Regions from separate parts of the Zea mays genome. Here region 1 is linked to region 2. The links are chromatin contacts, called in public Hi-C maps. All regions are on one chromosome and are shown on one strand. Each heading gives the region's core, a stretch centred on a gene start, on an enhancer-like site or on the middle of the called end of the contact. The rest is flanking DNA. Distances are from core to core; before and after follow the strand shown.

Region 1 (6,570 bases), core at 655-3,154, 150 kb after region 2:
CCTGCAAGGGATTCCTGCATTGGAGCTTCCTATAAACTGTAGCGGGTTTTCTGAAGCTAGTGGAACTTTGTAAAGGCCTCGTAGTGTTACCCTGCCTCGCCTCCTCGGTAGAGGTGTATGGGAAGTCGCGATCCCTTGGCAGATGGGTAACATGACTTGTGGGTAAAGATGTGCAACCTCTGCAGAGTGTAAAACTGGTATACTAGCCGTGCTCACGGTCAAGAGCAGCTCGGACACTCACATGATTAACTTATGGAACTAAATTCAATTTGTCATATGCATTGCACCGCAGGTGATGTTGTTACTTTTGTTATTACTTAATTGGGTTTGTATTTACTTATACTTAGTAACTGCTAATAAAATTTTGACTAACTTTAAAAGCAATGCTCAGCTCTAACCATCCTCTTTGGTAAGCCTTACACTTCACATGAGCTCCCACCTTTGGCGAGTTCATACACATTATTCCCCACAACTTGTTGAGCGATGAACGTATGTGAGCTCACTCTTGCTGTCTCACACCCCCCCACAGGTCAAGAACAGGTACCGCAGGATGAGGCGCTTGGAGGATGCTGCGATGTGTTCGTGAGAGGTCTAGGCCGTCGTCTCCCAGTCAACTTTGGGTTGCTGGACTGTTGTCTCCTTATAATGTAATTATTTACTTATTTTGTATAGAACTCCTGATATGTAGTAAAGATGTGACATTCGATCCTGTGCCATGATTCATCATATGTGTGAGACTTGGTCCCAGCACACCTGGTGATTATGTTTACGCCCCGGCTTTGGACCCCTAAAACCCGGGTGTTACAAAAGGTTTGACCCTATTTCCCTTTCAATGAGCACCGCATACCCCTGCATGTATCTCTTTCATTAGTTCTTGGCCTTCGGCTCTAGACAAACACTTCAGCAATGGACAACAAACTCCTTGTTTATATAATTCTCCTATGATCATGTAAGGCCTTGTCCTAGCTTGCATTCTTTTTATGTAAACTTCGTTGTCCGAAGGATAATTTCCTTGCAGGAAAGATACAATCTTAGTCCTCTAATCTTCACTGTGTACTGGTGAGATTGTAAGCACCGCTCGCTTCATGAGCTCGACTGAAGGTGTTTTTAAAGTTTCAATGATTACTTCCGAAGGAAGTGGGAGCCCCTATGCCGCTCATTTAGCTAGTAAATCTGCATGCTCATTTCTTAGCTTTCTAAAACTAATACTTCAAATAGAACTGCCAAGTCTTTGAAGGAATGTGAAGATAGCTTTGTTTTACCTGTGTATATTTTGGGACTTGTTTGTAGATATGGGTATTGTGATTTGTCAATTGGCATGATTCTTTACAACATACATGATGCATTAAACACAACAATAGAGTCTTCTTATGATCTTATTCCAAGCAAGTTGGGGTAGACAACATACAGGATACATAAAAAATTGAAAATGTAATTTTAAAGGAGAGTGTGTTGGTCTGAAAAAATTTCGTGCATGTTTTTGCATTTTAATCTTTCCGAGCATGTTAAATGTGGACGTCTAAAAAAACTTGAGTGGTTGCTTGCTTTTGTATGCCAGGTCGAGTTGATAAAATGGAAGGGACAGTGGATAGGTACGACCGGATATCCAAAAAATTAAAATACTGACCATGGGATGATCTAAAAAAATACTGATTATGGGATGCTATTGATTGAGAGAGGACATTGGTCTTAATGGTGGATTTAGTTAGGGTAATTTGTTATTTTCATTTTAGTGATGTTTTAATTAGTAGATTATATAGGAGTATAGAAGTATAGACATAGATATAGATAGCTCAAACAGGAAATAGGTTACCTCTCAGTTTCACTGGGTTGGCCTGCTAGCCGCGCAGCTAGCCCAGCAGGCAGCAGACACTCTCTCGTCCTGCAAGCCTGGCCTGCCGCGGCCCACGCACCCGGCCTGTCAGCCCAAACTCCCTCCTGTCCCACGCTAGAACGGGCGCGCGGGCGTTCCCACGCTAGCCTTCCACGCTGCTGCCTGCTGACAGTGTGGCACCCCGAATCGCCTCACCCCACGTCCTACGTGTTAAGGATTTACACAGTAAATTAGGCTGTTTACGTGGTGAAATTTGAATTATGGGATGAGTTAGTGGATATAATAGAATCGCTGCTTGAGACAGTCTAAACAATAAGAATGTCTGCAGCCGTTATCCTAAATTTATCCCAGTACGGTCGTATATCTCACTATGTACCTCTCATTTCAAGTCGTCCGACTAATCCACGTCAGCCCCTTCCCCGGCCTTCTCGCTCACGAAACCTCTGCTTCACCTTCACGAAATATCCTCCAATCACGTAGATGCCGCCACTCCCCTCCCCTCCCCCGCCTGCCGCCGGCGCCCACGCCATCCCCGTGCAAGCAGCCTCCGCGCCGTTGACCCCGGGTCCGCGCCCCAAATCCTCACCCGTGTCTCTCGACACTGTGCTGCCAATCCTAATCGCGTGCGCGGCTTCGGTGCTGCGACCGCCATCGCCCCGCACGCAATAGCCGCCGTCCATTCTCCTCTTCGCCGAGATAGGCGGCGCATTTGGCGCCCCTCCCCCAGACATCCCGCGCCCCCGTCCCCCTAGCCTCAGCTTGCTAGCGCCCGCCCTCCGCCCTGTACCAAACAGCCATACCGCGCAAGCCCGCCTGAGACACCGCCAACGCCGCGCGATGGCCGCCTTCGCCGCTCACCCCTCTGCACGTCGCAACACCAGAGGTCGATAGGGTACCTCGTGCTCCCACCCGCCCCCAATGCCCACGGCGGCAACGACAGAACCCGGGGCGCCCGCATGCGGCGCTAGGTCTAGGCGCCCCCGCGGTGCCCCGTGCACCTCCTACACGGCTTCGGCGCCTCGGCGACGTGGCAGTGGGCCCCGTACCTCCACAGCCTCCTCGCGGTCGACCTCGATCCCATCGTCGCTTCCTCATCCTTGGTCCCCGACCACTCTGATGCCTTCCAAGCGAGGACCGTGAAGGCTGCCACCGTGGGCCTATTCCCCATCGTCGACGTCGGGGAGGCGGTCGAACTGCTCATCCCCTGGCGCCCAACGGAGGTGCGTTGGCTCGTCGATGATGTGTCATGTGATGGCTCAAAGGTTGGCCGATTTCTACCCTGTTTATGCTACCACTTTCGGTGCTTGATGAGTGTTTGTAAGCTTTCTTCTATTATATGTTGTCTTTTTCATTAATCAGTCACTTCAATTTAGACGATTGTGAATCCTTATCTTATTGGGAGTGATTTTGTGTATAATCTTACATACGCCGTATAATATGAGTTCATTAAGATACTACTGGCCAAAATCATAATGTCATTATGTGCAAATATTATATGATATATGGTATTTTCAGAAACGTCTACTCCATAGGAAGTTCAGATTGCCAGATGGACCTTCATGGTATTTGATTTTTTTAGTAAGACTGCAGACTATATTTGGAGTCTCAGCTCGACCATGTAAGTATCTTGCATCCTACTCCTCTTTAGATAGCAGCGTAAGCTAGACGTTGCTTTCAGGAATGGGTCCATACAATGAGTTATCTCTGATATCAAGCTCCTCAATATTTGCTAGATTTCTATGAAACAGAGGACCACAGACATCTGTATATTATTCCTCAAGCCCCAAGCAAAAAATGCATGCAGTCTATGATTTTTTATTGCTATATGGAATAAATTGTTAGTTAAACTCGGGCACCAAATATTCTCCATGGAAATTTCAGTTAAGTTCAGCTATCATATCTGAAAACTAAGATGTGTACTAATTGCTGCGCAAAGATGCAAATATCCTGGTGCTCTTATGTGGCAAAGAAGCAGTTGCTAACTGGATTATAAAAAGTTTCGTGTTATGGTCAGTTCCATGCAAGTTCTTTATTGTCAAATGTTTTTAGTTATGAAATCAGGTACTCCCTCCGTCCTAGAGTAGTTAACGTTATATGATTAAATTTTGTCTCTAAATAGTTGTCATTCTCACTTTTCCGGTGCATATTTCTCTTCTAACAATACATCTTTTTTAGCAACACATTTCTATCTCTATTTCTCTCTTGTTTTTTCCGCACCACACATCTTTACTTCTAAATTCCCACGTTTGAAATCTAAAACCTAAACTAATTTAGGATGGGTGGATTTGGTACAGAGTGATCACTTCTTTTTAATTTTTTTCCTTGTCAACAAAGGGCCTATACATATTCTCTTTTCAGATGAATTGGAGTTCCCACTGATCTATAACTGTGTTAAGCAATACAATGAAAATATGCATATTTATTATATGGGAAAGCATATGGTAAATAAATTTTAGTTTTAATTCAGAAAACCATCATTAGACAAATAAAACTGTTCTTTTCTATATGTATTATTACCTTGTTCAGTTGTACTCAACAAAATGAATATATTTTTATAGAGTTTAGTTGGTATGAAGTTTGTTCATAGTTGGCCATTTCTGGGCCGTGTAAGACTATTCTATGGAGACACCTTATTTGTAGATGACTGTGAAACCACTCATTAATCATGGGCATGATGTCACTGAGTTTCCAGGAATTTTAGGATGACCGGTAAGATTATCCTCTATTATAGTTTTCCTTACTTTACAATTGGTGATTCTGTTTTTTACTGATTACTCAGCCTACCACGTCTCTGTTTTTAGCGCTCTTGCTGCCAATTCCTATTATTTTTGGTCTCTTCGCAACCTGGCCTATGAGTACCCGGTTCGATCCCTTTAATTATTTTTTCAAGTCAGAATCTATTTGTAGAGTATTGATCATGAGCATTTCTACTGGTTTAATCATGAACAATAATATACCATTGAGTAACAAGTAGTTCTTTGAGATCTAAAATGTTAAGGATATTATTTTATCTTGTATAATTGAATGTAGAAAATAGGTACATGTGCTACATTACTGAATGGTTATGATCAAATAGATTTATCATTGCAGTGCACAAATGAAAAAAATGTCCATATGTTATTCAAAATATGATTCCTATGGGTTAGCATTACAATTCAGTATGTATTAAGATGCACATCAGCAACATCCGCTACCTTCCTTTGCAGAATTTGTTAAGGCTTTAGTGAACTGTTGACCAAGATGTAATGTGTTATCTCAGTTGGAATTGGGAGACTTTTCATGTTATAGAAAAAAGACTCGTGTTGAGCTGAATCATCGCTTAAATTCATATAAACTTTGTTGTGTAGGTATATGGAATAGCTGCACTTGATGTGAAAAAACTCAAAGATGTTCTCTGCACATTGGAATAAGTAGCATACTCTCCGAGGAAATACCTTTTGCAAATTAAAGGGATTAATGAAGCCAAAGTCGACAAGGTAATTGAAGCAGCTAAGTAATTGTTTGCTTCTGTTTTAGAGCACAACACACATTTCTATTTGTGTGAAATAAAATTTGCGTGTAAATCATAATCTTCATAAACATCTAGAAGCTTACAAGTTGGTTCATATGGATAATGTAGTAAGTATTCACATAAGCACATGACAATGGTGGAGGAAGAGTAATGTTTACTCCATTCATATTTGTTCATTGTTTTACCTTGTTATGAGTGCTATTTTTTGTTTGTCATGATAGGAATTTGTGGAGAGACATAGCAACATGTTTATAGCATATTAATATTTACTTTGTTCTTTTTGTTTAACATTTAAACTTCTTAAGGTCTAGCTTCTTCAGCACCAATAGTGCTCCAACTGCTAAAAAGTTTCATGGCGGTGGCAGACGCTGCTTATGGGGACATCCAGGCTCAGGCCTCGGATCTGGTGGATCTTTTTTTATTAATTGTTTGTGATAGTTTTTAATTTATATGGCAAAGCAGTAAGGCATAGACACAACAATCTTTGGCTCCCACTTTATCCAACTTCTGTTTTCAGGTATAAGGATGGCGACTACCGACTTGTTTTCAAGTTGTTCTCAAAGCTGCTTGATGATGAGGTATGTTTCATAATCCCACCAACAATTCCATATAGTCATTTCAGTTAAAAATCCCTACTACTAATTAAGCACGGAGCGTGGGCGCCTGGCGCGGCCAATGCCCCCGCCTCACATCTCCATCACACCCTGCCCTGTGGCCCAGCCTCCACTTCCCCTCTGCGTCGTCTCCTCCGCATCACCAGCCATGCCGCTGACGCGTCCAGGACCCCTCCCTCGCATCTCCATCACACCCTGCCATGTGGCCTAGCCTCCACTTCCCCTCTGCGCCGCTGTTTCCTCTGCATAACCAGCCATGCTGCCGACTTGCCTAGGACGGAGCCCGCCCGACCAACCATGCTAGGTGCCACGCCGTCCCCTCCGCGTCGTCCTCTCCGCGGTGTGGCCGGCCGTCTCGGAGCCCTCGCGTCCCCTAGCCCATGCACCTGTCTCGTATGCCCCAACTGCCCGAACGCCATGCCCCCACCTCGCCGTCCCCTCCGCGCAGCTGCGCAGTCGCGGTGTGACCGCCGTGGAGGAGCCCTCACGTCCCCTAGCCCAACCAGCCATGGGCCCCCATCGTTTCCCCTTCCGCGCAGCTAGGGCCCCCAGGTACCTGTCTCTTGGATATATTGAGTTCACTTTTGAGGATTTCTTTGCGGTAAGTTTGT
Region 2 (6,616 bases), core at 1,662-4,161:
GAGGCCATAGGCCTTGCGAGCCGCGACACCGAGCGCAAGCCCTTCAGCATATGCGTGAAGGAATACGGCGCCACAGGCAAGAAGGGACTGCACTGTGAGGGCACTGAGAGAGAGGCCGGAGGATGACGCGATCACGTTCACGGAAGACCTTTTGCGATTGAACAACCGGAGGATGCTTGATGTGGCGGCGTGGTAGGCCAGGGAACCTCCGATGAGGAGGAAGAGGGTGGTGAAGAGACCCATTTTTGAGGTCATTAGGAGCTGCACAGGTCTCCATGCCGCGAGACGGAAAGCTATGCCGGATGCGACACCGGTGAGAAGAGGGTGCGGCATGCTGAACCCAAGAGAGAATGTGACGAGTATAATTCCACCGATAAGTGGACCGAGTCCAAACACAAGTGATACTAAGAAGCCTGATGCGTCTTCCACACTGCACAATACATCTTTATCATCAGCGGGAGTTCTCTCTTTTTAGACCATAAAAATGTTAGTAGCAAACTTACTTGTTGCCATCTGTAAATCCCAGAAGCACCGTACTTAATGTTTCCATGAAAGCAACAGCGAGTGTTCCAGCAGAAGCTACTTGAGATGGAGTTGCTTCCTGTATGTTATTACAGAGAAAATGTCAACTGCTTCCTCAAACAAATGTATGCACATTTTTCTTAGAATATGGTTCGGGTACTCACCTTAAAAGCGTCAGGAAGAACCTCCGCTATAACAATCCATATCATGCACCCTGCTGCGAAACCAGTACAAAAGGGAAGCACCTTCTGGAATGCATCGGCACAGAGGAATGCAGGAACAGCAACAATTGGCTGGGTTTGCAAACAAAAACGAAGTAAATAATGTCGCTACTGAAACTGAATTAGACTGCCGTTGCATATGGGGAGATGGATTATGTATTCACAACCTGAGAAATAACTCTACTGAACTGCAGATAGGATCACAGATTTAGTACATGATAATGCTTATGCACAACTAGCAGGAACCAGGAAGGATAGGAAACTGCTTAGAAGGTGGCTGTGAAGGCTGAAGAAAACACCCATTGCACCTTGCAATCATATTACAGTTAGTGCTACTAAATTAACTACCACTATGATTCAGTTTGGTAATTTGAATATATAGATAAATTAATAAAAGCCTCACAGGACAACGTTCATCAATACACAGCAAAGTTACAGCCTTAATCTTACACCACTTTACAAGTTATCCTGTCTATCCACACTCTACACTGAATCACTCGTTTGCACAAACAAGCACATGAACATGAATAAATAGAGTCACAGACACCGGGAGAAAGAAAACAACATAGTTAATTTAAAATTCCACAAAACAAAGGTTGATTTTTGTCCCTTCATAGTTGCAAATAGATCAAGATAACTCAAAAGTTGGTACGCTTTTCATAATGTTTCAAGAATAAAGACAATAAACTGATGAGATTATTTCATATTTCAACTCAGAAAATGAAGTTAAGAACTGCACCTGTGGTAAAGATGTAATGATACTCCACATCATTGCCTTTTGGGGGGACACCCCTCTAGACGCGAGAACCATGCTTACTGCTAAGCCTTCTGGTATGTTGTGCACTGCTATAGCTATAGTAACTAGAAGACCCTGAGAGAACCCTTTTGAGCCAGCAAAGGAAACACCCACACCAGAGCCTTCTCCAAAAGAATGAAGAGTCATTATTCCAACAACAAGAATAACTTTACTTGCATCTGCCCCTTTTATATCTAACATGCTTACTTCTCCATATTGCTCAAGAAACTGCAGACAGGGAAATAATATAAGTTATGTTATGAAAGATAAATAAATATAAAAAAATAATGAAGAACAGGTTATCCCAATTAATCTGAAAACATAAGTACCAGCTAAATTTGATATGATGATGAACGCACTTAAAATGTAAGTGTAAAGTGAAATATGTACTTTAAGTTTTATTTAGGCATCCTGCACACTACCTTGTAAAGTTGTAAGCATACATATGAGGGAAGTGTGTGTGCACATACATTATGTGAGCAGTGTGCTCAAATATGCCCATTTAAGTTTTGCGGTTGCTAAAACTGTGACTGTCATCAACTCTGACAACTACAAAAATCTTTGGGTGAAAGACCATATAAGTGGGTTTTATATGATTGCTAGCACCACTATGCTGACAAATATTTTGACATTAGCGCCCTTTTAAATGTCAATGATATGTTTTGTTTAGCAACTGCTAACATATCTAGACATATAGGAATAGGCCTTTCACAAGGTCTAAGATAGCTAGTGTTTAGCAACCTTGATTTTGTTTATCACTGGGAAGTGTATCAGATGATTATAGCATTGGTCCCCATACAAAATCCTACTATTGAACAAACTTGTATGACATTCACGAATAGTTCCTTCGGGTATAAATCCACTGAAATGTGGCTTGATATTTGCAAGATGATGAAACTCCTTGATATGAATGGTCAGTAATAGTATCAAAGAAAAATGAAGAAGAATTGTTACGCACCTTCTTACAAAGCCAAATAAATATACCTCCACTCAGAATTCCGAACACAACCCAGCTCCCACTGCCATACACCTGCCCTTCCTGCACAAGGTCAAAGCTGGCGGCCAGCATCACCCCGGCCGCCAGCCCATTGCAAAGGCCAGCCCACTGCGCTTCGAGCTCCATGAAAAAGAAGGGCACCGCTCCCAACCCCGTCGCCGCGGCCATGGCAAGCGTGGACCACGCGACGGTCGACACCGGCACCCTCCCCGCCTTGGCCCCATCCTCCACCACCTTCCTATGTGGCGCCTCCTGTACTAGCCGCACGCTGCCAGGCTCGGTCTCGGCGACCGCCGCCACATCCCAGACCAGGACGACGAGCAGGAACACTAGGATCGCCCCAGCTCTTCTGTCCATGATTATTCACCTGATTGTCCCCCCCCCCCACCCACACACGCCACCCCCTGACTTTACCCTGTCAGGGCAGCGTGGGCGAGAGGCCTGCAGGTCAGCGCAGCCGTGCTGTCGTCAGAGGAGTCGTCAGCGGAGCAACTGAATGGTCATGGCTTCCGCGTGGGTGGTGCTGGGAAGATGCTCCAATCCAATCCCTGGCACAGAAAGGAAGTGCATTCAGCAACCTTGTCCGACCGTCACAACCTCTGCAGCTGAGGAGCTGCCTGAGCACAGGGACGCAAACGACCAGACAACTTAGTAAGCATGAGATCCGAGCGATTTTGGTGAGAACAGTCTGGCATTACTGCGACAACACGCAGCAGACGACAGGAAGCGCGACGAGGTGAAGCGACCGGGATCGGAAAACAGATCTGAGTACCCCGAGTGCTTGTAGTAGCAGCAATACAACCAGAGAGAAGTCCCAGCCAGGGCGGCCTTACCAGCTGGCAGAGGGATGGAACCGAGCCCCCGAAGCCCGATGGATCTGCGCCTCCGCGCTAGAAGAAGGGATGGCGAGGAAGAAGAAGCGGGCGGGCCGCGGGCGGAGAGGAGAGGCTGGGTGTGACGTGGTGGCCCCCGCCCGGCTGCCGGCGAGGCAGATTTAGAGGGCGGGCGGCGCACGCGGATTTGGAGTCGCGGAAACCGGCGACCCCCGGCTGTGGGGGGTGCGGGGCGGTCACGGGCAGGGGCAGGGGCCTCACGGGACGGCAAGCACGGGCCCCGGCTCACTCCACCGAACAACGGGCGACGCGTCGCCAGTCGGGTTCGGCCGTGGCGTGCGCGGTGCGCGGGGAATCTGCCGTACACCTTGGGATGGAAACGGCATCGGAAAATCCGGTATTGACCGATGTTACACTCTATATTTAAATACAGTTTTAAATACAAAACAGTTTTATAAATAATATAGTTTATTATACAAAATAATATTTTAATTGACCATATAAATGAACTGCTGAATACAAAAAAAATACAGGAACAAAAAAATTTCTAAAAAAAGTGGTGGGAACGAAAACGGCTGAAACATTTTTCCAATCGTATTTTTGAATTCCGTATTTGGGGCTATTTTCAACTATTTTGAAAACTGAAATTCTCTCCCGGATTTTTGGGGCTGGGAAAAATTAACTTAATTTTCCCTTGGAATCTTAAGAAAGATTTAAGTTTGCAAACTACCCTTTATATAAGAAAATCCAACTAGTATTTTCCTGTTTTATTTGTATAAAAAATCAGGTCTATTAGAGCATCCAAACCCACCAACCGCATTCAATCTAATACTATTCACAGTGGTTTTCCTAAATTTTTCCTATGTCATTTTTTGCGTCACATTATCAACATTTCATCTCCTAAATATTCTCCTTATATCCACTATCTCTATAAAATATTATTTCCCATACATTTTTATCATCTATACCATTTTTTATATAACTAATAAATAGTGTCGAGCACCGAAATCGAGATAAGAGGACTGCATAGCGCTCCCCTAGATCTGGTGAAGTATTGTGCCGCCCCTTGCCATGTAACTTCTGTAGAGTGAATCAGTGCAGACAAGTGCAGACAGTAGCATTAAGGCTGTCTCCAGCAACGTCCCCTAAATTTTGTCCTTTAAAAGAATATTCTCTGTCCTTTACAGCACACCCTAAATTTTTTTATCCTCTATATCATCTTAGTCTCCAATAACATTCCCTAAATTTGATCCTCCATAGCTACAGTATTAACAGAATACACAACTACCTTATTTATTCAACGTTAAATAGTCGTATTCAAATTCAATCACGAGACCACAGTCTAAGCTACAAATCTTAACCTTATTTGCCAAATAACCAATTAATTATCACATTACTCGTCGCGCCGCCGAGGACCACCTCCATCTTCAACCACAAACCGCCGCATTAGCACGTCGTCCGTCAGCGACTTGCCGCGGAACACGCGGCGGCCGCCCTCGCAGCCGCCTCCTTTGCCCGCGGCCGGCCTCCCCCGCCCAACGGCGGCCTGCAGCTCGGCCGCCGGCAGCGGGCTCGCGCACCCGGACACCGACGCAGTCGATGCGCGCGAATAGCTGTACCTCCGGCGCGACGCCACAGGAGATGGGTCCGCACAGGCACACCCGCGTGAACGACGCCGCCATGTTCAGCGACGAAGACCTGCGCAGCTTCCCGAGGCCCGTCCAGCGTCGCGCTCTTGCCGGCGGCCGTCACCCCGATGCCGCAACGGCCTTCGTCGGTGATGCCTTGGCCCCGCCCGCCGCCGGCTGCTTCCAGACGAGGAGGGAGAGAATGCGATGGAGAAGGCCGTGGCGAGCCTGGTGCCTGCCACGGAGAGAAAGTAGACATTTCAAGGCGCGGGAGAGAGAACCGGTCGGCGTTTAGCGGACGCTCAGCAAGCTCCACATTTGGCGTCTCCCGGACGAGCGCTAAAATTTAGCGTGAGTTTACCAGATGTTGTTGGAGGTAAAAAGGAGCCTGAAGTCCGCTATATTTAAGGTACCGGGTCCTTTAGCGGACCTTGCTGGACACAGCCTAACCTTTACACGCTATATGAAGAGGAGGGGGCCGCTAGCGAGGTCGTTGCAGGTAGCCTAAGATTGTCTGCAGCGGTCACTGCATATCAGCCCTCTCCCCTTGCATGGCGGCTACAGGGGGCGCCCCACGCCTGCAGCGTTGTCCCTGTAGGGTCCCCTACGTGTCGGCCCCCTTCTCTCTCTACAGGCAATGTTTCACTATTCACTTTCTCTTGCATCATTCATTCCTGTAGCAGTGTGTCCACGAGTAATTGTTAGTAGATGAAAAGTAGGTATAAGAAATGATATTTTATGGTTGTAGTTGAGTATAAAGAAAGTATTTAAGGAGAACCGCTGTGGAGATAAAAAATTAGAGAATAAACTGCTAATGATATTGACAAAAAATGATATAAATAAAGAAATTTAGAGAAAATCGCTGAAGATAGTATAAGGCAACAAACCGGGAGTCCAACTATGGACTATCTCTATGCACGTAATGCGAGCGCAGACCAGGGATTTGGGATTTTCTCGGTTTCCATAGACCGTAGCCACCGACGCCAGGCACCAACGCCCACTGGCCACCATACACCGCAATGTCGTTAGTCTGTTCTGTACTACGTACTCAATGCTAAAAACTAGAAGAAATATTGCCCCATTCTATAGTCATCATTGTGCTACTTAAGTCAAATTAAGTTCAGTTAAATTATTTTATTCCATTCTGTTACACTTATAGGGTGTCGACGTGAAATGGTAAATTGTCAAGCACTTTGAAACCTTAAAGGCATATAAATAATATTCCTTCCGATCCTAAAATATTAGTTGTTTTAGTTTTTATTTATATGTTTATATTTAAATGGATTATGATAAATTTAGACATATATATAAAACAAATATATTAATTATTATATGAATCAACTAAAAAGATAAAACAAAATTTATTTTGGCATAATGGGAGTATATCATATTATTATAATATCATGGTGTATTTGTTACATTGAGTTAAACGTTTGTAGTGATTAGATGCATCGATATTCTTAATTTTAATTTCCGATACCCGATCAATTATATATTGTTTATCGTCATCCTATTGCTCCCGGTTTTGTTTTCCCGACCAACGATCCCTTTATTATTCCTGATTTCAGATTAAAATATGTTTTTGAAAGTGGATGAAGGGTTTTCATCCTTACCTACAA

Evidence for each region. Hi-C and Micro-C count contacts between places; a contact is called where the count stands out from the background.
Region 1: a contact with region 2 is called in a Hi-C map of tassel, with 2.3 times the contacts expected there. The contact joins the enhancer-like site here to the promoter of LOC100191969 in region 2. A contact is called at or near these places in 4 of 25 Hi-C or Micro-C datasets (ear, leaf and tassel).

Annotation. Positions count from the first base shown.
Region 1 is chr10:10,904,692-10,911,261 of Zm-B73-REFERENCE-NAM-5.0, forward strand. It overlaps the pseudogene LOC103642299. Among protein-coding and RNA genes, the nearest start is that of LOC103640852, 47 kb to the right of the region's middle. Within about 2 kb of position 1,905, at least 14 of the 20 cell types and tissues checked have an H3K27ac peak or open chromatin away from gene starts, as enhancers often do. A contact at or near this core is called in ear, leaf and tassel, where this site is marked.
Region 2 is chr10:10,751,781-10,758,396 of Zm-B73-REFERENCE-NAM-5.0, forward strand. It overlaps LOC100191969, which reads right to left and starts at 2,912. Exons shown (of 5, transcript NM_001137393.1): 1 at 2,498-2,912; 2 at 1,483-1,767; 3 at 687-815; 4 at 504-601; 5 at 1-430. The coding sequence starts at 2,893. It also overlaps the pseudogene LOC103642299.